Linked DNA regions of Ovis aries: region 1 is linked to region 2. A link is a contact called in public Hi-C data. All regions are on one chromosome and are shown on one strand. The core of a region is the stretch at or near the end of the contact, and the rest is flanking DNA. Distances in the headings are between cores, read along the strand shown. Region 1 holds the start of RAD52 (RAD52 homolog, DNA repair protein). Region 2 overlaps NINJ2 (ninjurin 2).

What was found. Hi-C and Micro-C count contacts between places; a contact is called where the count stands out from the background.
Region 1: a contact with region 2 is called in a Hi-C map of liver, with 4 times the contacts expected there. The contact joins the promoter of RAD52 here to the enhancer-like site in region 2. A contact is called at or near these places in 6 of 16 Hi-C or Micro-C datasets (blood, hypothalamus, liver and 2 more).

Annotation. Positions count from the first base shown.
Region 1 is chr3:213,563,084-213,568,562 of ARS-UI_Ramb_v3.0, forward strand. RAD52 (RAD52 homolog, DNA repair protein) reads right to left here and starts at 1,504. Exons shown (of 10, transcript XM_060413511.1): 1 at 1,407-1,504.
Region 2 is chr3:213,280,461-213,285,618 of ARS-UI_Ramb_v3.0, forward strand. The region is part of intron 1 of NINJ2 (ninjurin 2); the gene reads right to left. LOC121819225 (a long non-coding RNA gene) reads left to right here. Exons shown (of 4, transcript XR_009600028.1): 1 at 1-3,539. Among named protein-coding and RNA genes, the nearest start is that of NINJ2, 63 kb to the right of the region's middle. Within about 2 kb of position 3,276, at least 14 of the 54 cell types and tissues checked have an H3K27ac peak or open chromatin away from gene starts, as enhancers often do. A contact at or near this core is called in liver, where this site is marked.

The DNA of each region.
Region 1 (5,479 bases), core at 254-2,753, 280 kb after region 2:
GTGGACTTGGGAGGGCGTTATACTAAGTAAGTCAGAGAGAGGACGATCAACACCATGTGATGTCACTCACAGGTGGAACTGAAACAACACAACAAACTAGTCAACAAAAGGGAAGCAGACTCACTAGTGAGCTCAGTGGTGGTACCAGCGGGGGAGGGAAGGAGGAAGGGGCAAGGCAGGGGTAGTTGGAAAACGAGGGTTGTTACACAACCTTATGTGCACGATCTCCTGCGAGCGAAACTGGAAAATTGTAAAGAATTACAGAATTAAAGAATCTTTCAATCATTTTTTAAAAAATGTGCTAAAGAAACAGTGGAATCACGAATAAAAAGTTTAAACTGGCACTGAAGGACAACGAGGCCGCTGGTTTACAGTCCGAAACAAGCAGGCAGAGGTGAGGCCTGCCGGACTTCGGCAGGGACAGCGCGAGGGTCACCCAGCACACCAGCCAGGCGCCCTGAGCACTGGTTCTGTTAGGGGACCGGTCCGTGAACACACAAAACACCGAAGACGCGCTAGGTCTGCTTGGATATGAGCTCCCCCGTCCCCCGGCTCTGCTACATCATCCGTCCGCTCATGTCCAGCCCACCTGGTGCCCATCACTGGACGGCCGGCCTGGCGGCGTCTCCAGCGAGCCCCGCACACGAAGGCTGCTTTGCCCGTGACCGCCAAGGGTCCAGGAGTGCCGCACTGAGAACAGAAAATTGTACAAACCTTCCCGAAGCAACCGGACCCGAGGCTGCCGAAACGCCTGAGCCGGGCCCGGAGCTTCAGGATGGGGGAGAATTTAGATTTCAGAGGTTTGTGCCTCGGTCTGTGAGTCCCCGGGGGGAACAGACCTTAAACGGGCTCGGAGACCAAAAAGCGCAAAAGCCCAAACGCCCATCAGTTAACGGAGAAAGAAAGCAAGGTTCCCCCTCGACGAAACGCCGCCGAGCGGCCGAGGACCGAGGAGCGCCGACCCGGGCCGGACCAGGTGAGCCGCGTCCGCTAACGAGCTGGCGGGGCTCTGGGCGACCCACACGCTCCGCACCAGCGGCGACTGCGGCCCGGCCCGGCGAACGCGCCGAAGGCGCGCAGCGGGTCTCTTCAGACCGAGGGATTCCACCGTGTTTGGATCCTGGCTCGGTTGTTTGAAAGCGCCACAAGGGCTGACTACACGCTGACCTGTCAAACCCCGCCGAGACGCCAACGCCTTCCGGGCCGCAGCCGCTGCCGCCTGGGGCCCGTCGGCGGACCCGCCCTCGGTCCCCGCCCCGGGCATCACTGACCCCGCGGTCCCGGCCCTGGCCGCCCGCTCGCTCGCCCGGCCCGGCGCCCTCACGGCTTATCACACACCGCTGGGCGCGGGACCGCTAAGCCGGGACCCGCGAGGCGAGCTCCCGCCCGGCGGCGACTCCACTTACGCGCCTCAGCCGCGCAGAGCGGACAGGGCTCTGTTCAGACTGAACGCGCAGAAACTCGCTGGGGCACGGCCGCCTGGAGACTCCTGGGAAGAAGGTCTGGGGAGACCGCGCGGACGGAGGAGGCCTGAACGTGCGGAAGGGCACTAAGCACGGCAGCGCAGAGGACTCTGGGAAGAAGGTCTGGGCGTGACCACACGAGCGGAGGCTGTCTGACCGTGCGGAAGGGCCCTAGGCACGATCCGCAGAGGAACCTGAGGAAATCAAGGCGAGACCACGCGCCGAAAGGCGATAGGCACTGCCGCGCAGAGGATCCTGGGAAGAAGGTCTGGCAGAAACAGCGACAGCGGGGGGTGGCTTCAACACGCAGAAGGGCGCTTGAACGGCCGCGCAGAGGACTCTGGGAAGAAGGTTTCGGAGACACTGCAACGGAGGAGGAGGCCTGAGGGGCACGCAGAGGACCATGGGAAGAAGGTCTTGGCGACAACGCCCCGAGGCTGGGCGGCCCGAACCCGATCCTGCTTAGGATGGCTGAGCAGAGGACTGTGGGAACGGAGTAGGTCCAACTGAACTCTCCCCGGACCACTGTGGGGCATAGGAAGAGGAACCGCGAGTCAAGTCAGCAGATGGGAGCAGAGCCATCTGTTGAGAGCCGTCAAGCAAGGTGGCAGTGCGACCCGAACCTCCGTGCCGGCCGCTCGGCTCCCGCATGCCCTGCGCCGCCGTGTCCTCTGCTGCCCCCTGGCGCCCTGCGAGCTCGCGGCACCGACCTCTGCGCCCCAAGCCCAGCAAGGACTGCGCGGGTTGCTTGGCGCCCCCGGTGCATCCAGGCTGCTGTGGTCGTCAGAGCCCGGCAGGGACTGCAGGGGGACTGGCCCTCCGAAACACCCCCCCTGCCGCTGGGTCCCCAGGCCAATGGACTGGTTTCAAATTGGGAAAACACACACACACACACGTCTCTTAGTCGTGTCCCACTCTTTGCGACCCCATGGATTGTAGCCTACCAGGCTCCTCGGTCCATGGCATTTTCCAGGCATGAATACTGGAGTGGGTTGCCGTTTCCTTCTCCATCAAATTAGGAAAGGAGTATTTCAAGGCTGTATACTATCACCCTGCTTATTTAACTTATATGCAGAGTCCATCATGTGAAATGCCAGGCTGGATGAATCACAAGCTGGAATCAAGATTTCCGGGAGAAACATCAACAACCTCAGATATGCAGGTGGTATCACCCTTATGGCAGAATGACTTCCTTGGTGGCTCAGACGGTAAAAGCGTCTGCCTACAGTGCTGGAGACCTGGGTTCGATCCCTGAGTCGGGAAGATCCTCTGGAGAAGGAAATGGCAACCCACTCCAGTACTCGTGCCTGGAAAATCCCAGGGACGCAGAAGCCTCGTAGGCTCCTATCCATGGGGTCACAAAGAGTCAGACACGACTGAGCGACTTCACTTCCTTCCTTCCTTCCTTATGGCAGAAAGCAAAGAGGAACTGAAGGGCCTCTTCGTGAAGGTGAAAGAGGAGAGTGAAAAAGCTGGCTTAAAACTCAACATTCAGAAAATGAAGATAATGGCATCCCATCCCATCACTTCATGGCAAATAGATGGGCAAACAATGGAAACAGTGACAGATTTTATTTTTGGGGGCTCCAAAAGTCACTGCAGATGGTGACTACACGCATGCAATTAAAGACACTTGCTCCTTGGAAGCTACGACCAACCTTGACAGCATATTAAAAAGCAGAGACATTACTTTGCAGACAAAGGTCCATCTAGTCAAAGCTATGGTTTTTCCAATAGTCATGTATGGATGTGAGAGTTGGACCATAAAGAAGGCTGAGCACCAAAGAATTGATGCTTTTGAACTGTGGTGTTGGAGAAGACTCTTGAGAGTCCCTTGGACTGTGAGGAGATCAAACCAGTCCATCCTAAAGGAAATCAGTCCTGAATATTTACTGGAAGGACTGATGCTGAAGCTCCAATACTTTGGCCACCTGATGTGAAGAACTGACCCTTTAGAAAAGATCCTGATTCTGGGATCTTTTCTGGAATTAATGCTTTCAAACTGTGGTGTTGGAGAAGACTCTTGAGAGTCACTTAGACTGAAAGGAGATCAATCTAGTCAATCCTAAAGGAAATCAGTCCTGAATATTTACTGGAAGGACTGATGCTGAAGCTCCAATACTTTGGCCACCTGATGTGAAGGGTCTACTCATTGGAAAAAACCCTGATGCTGGAAAAGGTTGACAGCAAAAAGAGAAGGAGCGGGCAGAAGATGAGATGGTTAGATAGCATCACTGACTCAATAGACATAAATTTGAATAAACTCCAGGAGATAGTAAAGGACAGGGGAGCCTGGCATGCGTCCAGGGAGTCACAAAGAGCTGGACACAACCTCAATAACACCAAACACATACAATAACAACAGCAATAAAACATAAAAAATAGGCAGATTAATATCTGACCTCAGAATGAAGAAAAGCTTTCTAACTGTAAAAGCTGATAAATTAATCATAAAGTAAAAGATGAATAAATGTAGCTACCTATTTAACTTTTTGGACTTCCCTGATGGCTCAGACGGCAAAGCATCTGTCTATGATGCGGGAGACCTGGGTTTGATCCCTGGGTTGGGAAGATCCCCTGGAGAAGGAAATGGCAATCCACTCCAGTACTATTGCCTGGAAAATCCCATGGACAGAGGAGCCTGGTAGGCTACAGTCCATGGGGGTTGCAAAGAGTCGGACATGACTGAGCAACTTCATGTTCATATTTAACTTTAGCTTCTGAAGAATAAATAAGAAAAAGGAGGAAATATTGACATGTATGATGAAGTGTATTCATATATAAAAAGTACTAACAACTCAAGAAATTAGACAAATGAAGTTGAGTGGCTATTTCACAAAAGGAGAAAGATAATAAATAGGAAAAAATGTTCAATAAAACCAAAAAGCATACATATTGAAATAAATATATAATTTCAACCATTTCTTTTTTAAATTAGGAAATTAAAATGTTTTATATAAATTTAATACATTCTTACTGAAAAACACAAAAGATAAAAACTCATCTAGCATTTTACATAACCACTTGTATGTAAAACCAGAACTATTCTCAGAGTTGACCACTGTTATCTACTGATATATATAGTTTTTCTGACCTTGTATTTATGATCATACATTGAAATAATTTTGTCTGATAATATGCAGTACAGATGATACTTTCATACTGCTAGTAAGAACATAAACTGATGCAGGTTTTCAGAAAAGCAATCTTGCAATACATATCAAAAACATACCCTCTTATCCAGGAATTCAGCCTCTAGGACATTAGCCACTAAAGAAAATACCAGGGATGTACACAAAGATTTCTTTATAAGAATATTCTGTATAACATTATTTATACCTGAAAAACTGCTGGACACAAAATGTTAACAGTATGAAATGTTAAATAGGACAGCCATTAAAAATCAGGTTGTAAAAAATACCTATTGACATGGCAAAAAAATGTTCAAGATCATTTTCTGTGGAAAAAGCAGGGCCTAAAACTGCTTGCCCACATTCATTAGGATGGCTACTATGTTAAAAAAAAAAAAAAACAAAAAACACCAAATGTTGACAAGGACTGGAATACTGTGCACTACTGATAGGAGTATAAAATGGTGCGAATACAGTGGTAGGCCTTCAGAAAGTTATATAGAATTACCATATGACTTGACAATCCCACTTCTAGTTATATACCTAGAGGAACTGAAAGCGGAGTCTTCAAGAGGTATTTGCACACCCCTGTCCATAGCAGCATCATTCGTAGCAGTCAAAAGAGGGAAGCAGCCCCCGTGTCTGTGTCATTGACGGATGACGGACAGACAAAATGTGGTGTGTATACACAATGGCCTCTGTTTCACAGCCTTAAAAAGGAAGTGAATTCTGACACGTTGGACAGTATGGATGAACCCTGAGGCCATCACGAAGCCCATCAAAAGAGAGGGCACGGTGCGATTGCACTTACAGGACAGGAAGTAGGCAGATTCCTAGAGACAAAGTGTGAGAGTGGCGGCCAGAGTCTGGAGGGAGGGGGAAATG
Region 2 (5,158 bases), core at 2,026-4,525:
AGTCAGTCAGCCCTGAGAAAAGCCACATGGCAGTTTCCCTGTGGATCAGCTATAACACCGGGCATTAGACACAACAGGCCCAGAGGAGCCGTGGGCTGTCGGCCCCGTGTTGGCCTCAAGATGCCCAACTACCCAGAAAAGCCACCTGGCAGGAGATGACAAAGAGCCAGGCTGGTTTCAAAAAAAGGAAAGGCGGATCCTAGCCCAGGAAGAGCGATTTGTTCAGGTGTGTGAATTGGGGCGACCTACTATGCCAACTCACCTTTAATGAGGTGCTGTAAGGCGAGTGCAGAGAAGGAGAGAGCAAACCGGGCAGTCAGGCAAGAAAAGGGAAAATTATTAGCAGGAAAAGAGAAGGTGACTGACTCTTAAGGAGAAACCAGCGTCCTCCCTTTCTGACAGAGTCCTTCTTATACCCCACCACTGAGAAGTTCTTCAAAGGGATGATCATGTAGCCGGAGGTCTGGAATCTGGTGCTCTCGCAGCTTTGAGAAGATAGGCACCAGTGATAACAGGATGCCATTTGGGCAATTTGGTCAGTCTCAAGGATCACTGTGATTTACTCTTTGTTTGCAAGATCAACATAATGAGCCATCTTAACAATGAGCCCCCATGTAGACCCTATAACCTGTGAGCTCTCAGCCTCTGTCAGGGTTTAGTGTGAAAAGGTGCCTGGGTCCGTCCTACTGTGGGCTTGCACAGTAGGTCCTGGCACTGGGGATGACAACAGTTTCCTCTTACAGATTACAGACCTTGTGCCTGACTCGGCTTAACACGGGACATGAGTCATCTTATGCAGTCCTCACACAGTCCCATGAAATTGGTCAGGGCATCCTTAGGTTGGTTGGTCGGTCAGTCGCTCAGTCATGTCTGACTCTTTGCGACCCTGTGGACTGTAGCCTGCCAGGCTCCTTTGTCCATGGGATTCTCCAGACAAGAATACTGGAGTAGGTTGCCATTTCCTTCTTCAGTGTATCTTCCCGACCCAGGGATCGAACCTGTGATTATTGTAGTTGAAAAAAATGGAGGCTCTCCGAGAGCCTGGGTAACTTGTTCAAGGTTTGGCAACACAGATTTTATGCCAGTTCTCTGTTTGCCAGAACCTGTAATTGTAACTCCTACACTTCAGCCTCCCAGAAGATAGATTCCCAGCCTCCAAGGAGTTTAGGATCTAAAGATAGACTCACGTGGCTTCAGATGAAAGAAGACCGAATGTACACTTGCTCAGGGGAGGTATAACACCCTTCTTGGGGCAACACTTGCCTTGGGCTCCTCTGGTCACAGCAGGCTGTGTCCTGAGCCCCTGCAGAAAGGGCCCAACACCCATAATCAAAAGGCTAGAGTTCACACTGCTAAGAGGTGAACCGGGCAGCTGGGAGAATAGGGTTGACAGAGAAACTTTCATCTGGATGTTTTGGGTTTTGACCCCTCTGAGTGTTTGAACTATTATAAAACAACAACAACAAAAATTAAAACAGTATGCAAGACTTCCCTGGTGGTACAGTGAATAAGAATCTGCGTGCCAACGCAGGGGACATGGGTTCCATCCCAGATCTGGAAGATTCCACCTGCTTTGGAGCAACTGAAGCCCGTGGGCCACAACTCTTGAAGCCTGAGTGCCTAGAGCCTGTGCTCCACAACAAGAGAAGCCACCGCAATGAGAAGCCCGCTCACCGCAACGGAGTAGCCCCCTGCTCAATGCAACTGGAGACCCAGCACAATCAAAAGTAAATACACTGGGGCTTCCTGGTGGCTCAGAGGTTAAAGCGTCTGCCTGGAATGCTTGGAGACCTGGGTTTGATCCCTGGGTAGGGAAGATCCCCTGGAGAAGGAAATGGCAACCCACTCCAGTACTCTTGCCGGGAGAATCCCATGGAGGGAGGAGCCTGGTAGGCTACAGTCCATGGGGTCGCAATTTAGAAAAAGAAATATGGACCTCAGGAGGTCAATAATTAATATAAAGCAGAATTCTGTCTCACCTGGGACCCAGCTTCTCCGTGTGTAAAATGAGAATAATAGGCCCTGGTTAGCTCAGAGGCCTGTTGCAAAGATCAATGAGATAATGTGGGTGAATGTGCTTTGAAGACTGAAGTCTTAGAGCAAGGAGATGAGAGGGAAGTCCCTCCCACACAGGCCCACACTCCCACCTGTGGGCGGAGAGGCAACTGAGTGCTGGGTTCTGACTTGGCCTGGCCCCGCCCACACTTCAAGATTCCCCTTTGTCATCTCAGCAGCCCCTCACACCCATCTTTGAAATGGTTCCGCACCCAAGGGGGGCTTCCCAGGTGGCACTAGGGGTGAAGAACCCACCTGCCAATGCAAGAGATGTAAGAGACGTGGGTTCGAGCCCTCGGTCGGGAAGATCCCTTGGAGGAGGGCATGGCAACCCACTCCAGTATCCTTGCTAAAGCCCATGGACAGAGGAGCCTGGGGGCCTACAGTCCATGAGGTTGCTAGGGTCGCTAAGAGTCAGAACACTAAATGCTCACACACGCCCATCCCATTGGAAACCTTTCTCTTCACCTGACGGGAGCCTCTTTCAGGGAGGGAGCTTCTCAGACAAGCCCACCTACCCTGGGTTCCCTGCTGTGCAGACCCGACTCCCCCACCCCCACCCCCTGCCTGGCTGGCTCCCACCTCCCTCTCCAGCCTGTGTCCTGTTTCCCCTCCCTCCCGGGAGGGGCTGAGACTCACCCTCCCTCCCGGGCCACACCACATGACTCACCGTGCCTGAACACACCCCACCCTTCCGCCAGCTCCAGTCCCTCCAGGGCTGAAGGCCTTTCTTCCCCGTGGACCCCCACCCCCAGGTCAGCCCTCCCCTCTTAGACCCTCCTCTCCAGGAGGCCCCTCCAGTGCCTGTTTCCTAGGGGGATTGCATCTTCCATGTTCCTGGGTCCCCACGGTGCCCGGTTCAGTGGCTTGCCCACATTAAAGGCACCAGAAAATGATGACAGCATTGAATTTTTTTATATGAAGGATTTACTTCAAGGAGTTTTTCCAGAAAAGGCAAAAAGAGGGATCTCTGAGGGTGGGGTTGCAGACCCAAGAACTGCTGGGTGAGGGGCGTGGTGCTTGGACAGTGAATATCAAACTGAAGCCCCTGGCCCAGGGGTAGCCCTTTCTCCCGGCCTCAGGGAACAATGACTCAGGCTGGCCGCTGCCACTGGTCTTCAGGCCAAAGCCCGCAAAGGCCCGGAGCCCCGAGGCCTGTGTCTGGGGCCGGCACTCAGCCTGCAGCCTTGCTGTGCCAAGCGCAATGGGTCTCGCCCTTAAAAGTCAACAGTCTCTAATCCACCGCGGGTGGGGTGTCCGCGGGCTGTTCCCGTAATAACACCCAACTGGTCCAGAAGTCTCCTCTCAGGCGGGGGGCGCAGCCTTGCGAGGCGCCAGCGCTCCCCCAGGTGCCCGCGGGCCTTGCCGCCGGCACTTCGACTCCGCTCGGAGACCGCCGGGGGAGGGTGTGCAGCGCCTCCTCGTCCGCCAGGGGGCGGCAGCGCACCGCGCGGCTGGGCCGGAGGGCCGCTGATCCCGCTGAGGTGAGGTGACTTTCTGACAAAAGGCGGGTGAGAGGGACTTCCTAGCGCTTCAGTGGGTACGGCTCGGAGTTCCCAATGCAGGGGGCCTGAGTTCGATCCTTGGCCGGGGGGGATAGATCTCACGTGCTGCAACTCAGACCCAGTGCAGCCAAATTACTCCCCCACCCCCCAAACCCCAACCGCCACCAAGGTTCTGTGTGGATTTGCCACACAGAAACTGCCGAAGAAATGGAGCAGGGGTTATTTCCCAATAAGCATGTGGCCTGGGGGCTTCGAGACCCACCTGGCACTTTGCTCCTGGCTTTGGGGTTCTTGGCAGCATTCCCCAAGCACTCCTGACCCACCTCTGCTCGTGGTAACCCCGCCCCATCCTTCCAGGACCAACACGCTGGCCAGAATTTAAACAATGATAACTGAATACTGAGAATACCGTATACCAGGCTGACCCCCATGAAGTGGATTTTTTCTCTTTTTTTTTGGCCACACCAAGCGACTTGCAAGATCTTAGTTCCCTGACCAGGGATTGGATTTGGGCCCTTGGCAATGAAAGCCCGGAATCTTAATCACTGGGCTGCCAGGGAATTCTTGTGAAGTGGGAATTAACAGTTCCATTTTACACGTAAAGATATTGAGGCTCAGAGATTAGCTGCGCAAAGTCACCAGATAATAAGGGACAGTCCTAGCGCCAGAACCCTACACCTGAATTCTCTTTTCTGTTACACACCTGTGGTTCTCAAATTGTGGTCCCTGAAACAGCAGCACCTGGGCACTTGTTGGAAACGCAGATTCTCAGACACCACCCTAGACCTTCTGAGTCAGAGACGCAGGCTGGAACCCAGCCATCTGTGTTTTCACAAGCCTCCAGGGGATTCCGACGCAGCTAGTGTGAGCGCCGTCCATCGACTCCGCGCTACCACACTGAAGCTGGCGCTTCACATGCCTGCCACCGTCTAAGCTCTGTGCTAGACCCTTCCTTCAGTCAGCTGTCCCTGAATTCCTTTAACAACACCCATTGTACAGACGAGATGGGTGAGGCTCAGAACAGTTCGGTGCTTTTGCCCTGGGATCACCCAGCTGTTGATCTTAAGAGTTGGGATGTGAACCCAGACAGGCTCTGGAGGCTGTGTCCTTAACCACTACAGTCTTTGCATGCATGCTCGGTCCTGTCTGACTCTTTGCGACCGTATGGACTGTAGTGTCTGCCAGGTCCTCTGTCCATGGAATTTTCCAGGCAAGAATACTGGAGTGGGTTGTCATGCCCTCCTCCAGGGGATCTTCCAGATTTAGGGTTTGAACCCACGTCGCTTGCGTCTCCTGCATTGGCAGGCAGGTTCTTTACCACTGAGCCACCTGGGAAGCCCATTATAGTCTTTAGTCCCTGGAAACCCCTCAGAGGTGTACCCTAGTCTGAAGGATGTGGAGGGAATCTTTCCAGCTCTTCTCACTGAACAGGGTGTAAATTCAATCCTGCATTTGATTCCAGCTGGCAGCACAGACCACCAACCCCAGTCCCCAGTACCAGGTGCTGCCCACCCTGTTTATAGGGCCTGACCTGTTCACCCTCAGACTGTCTTCATGTCTTCACTCAAACATTTACAGAGCCTTTCTTGGTTTTGTAG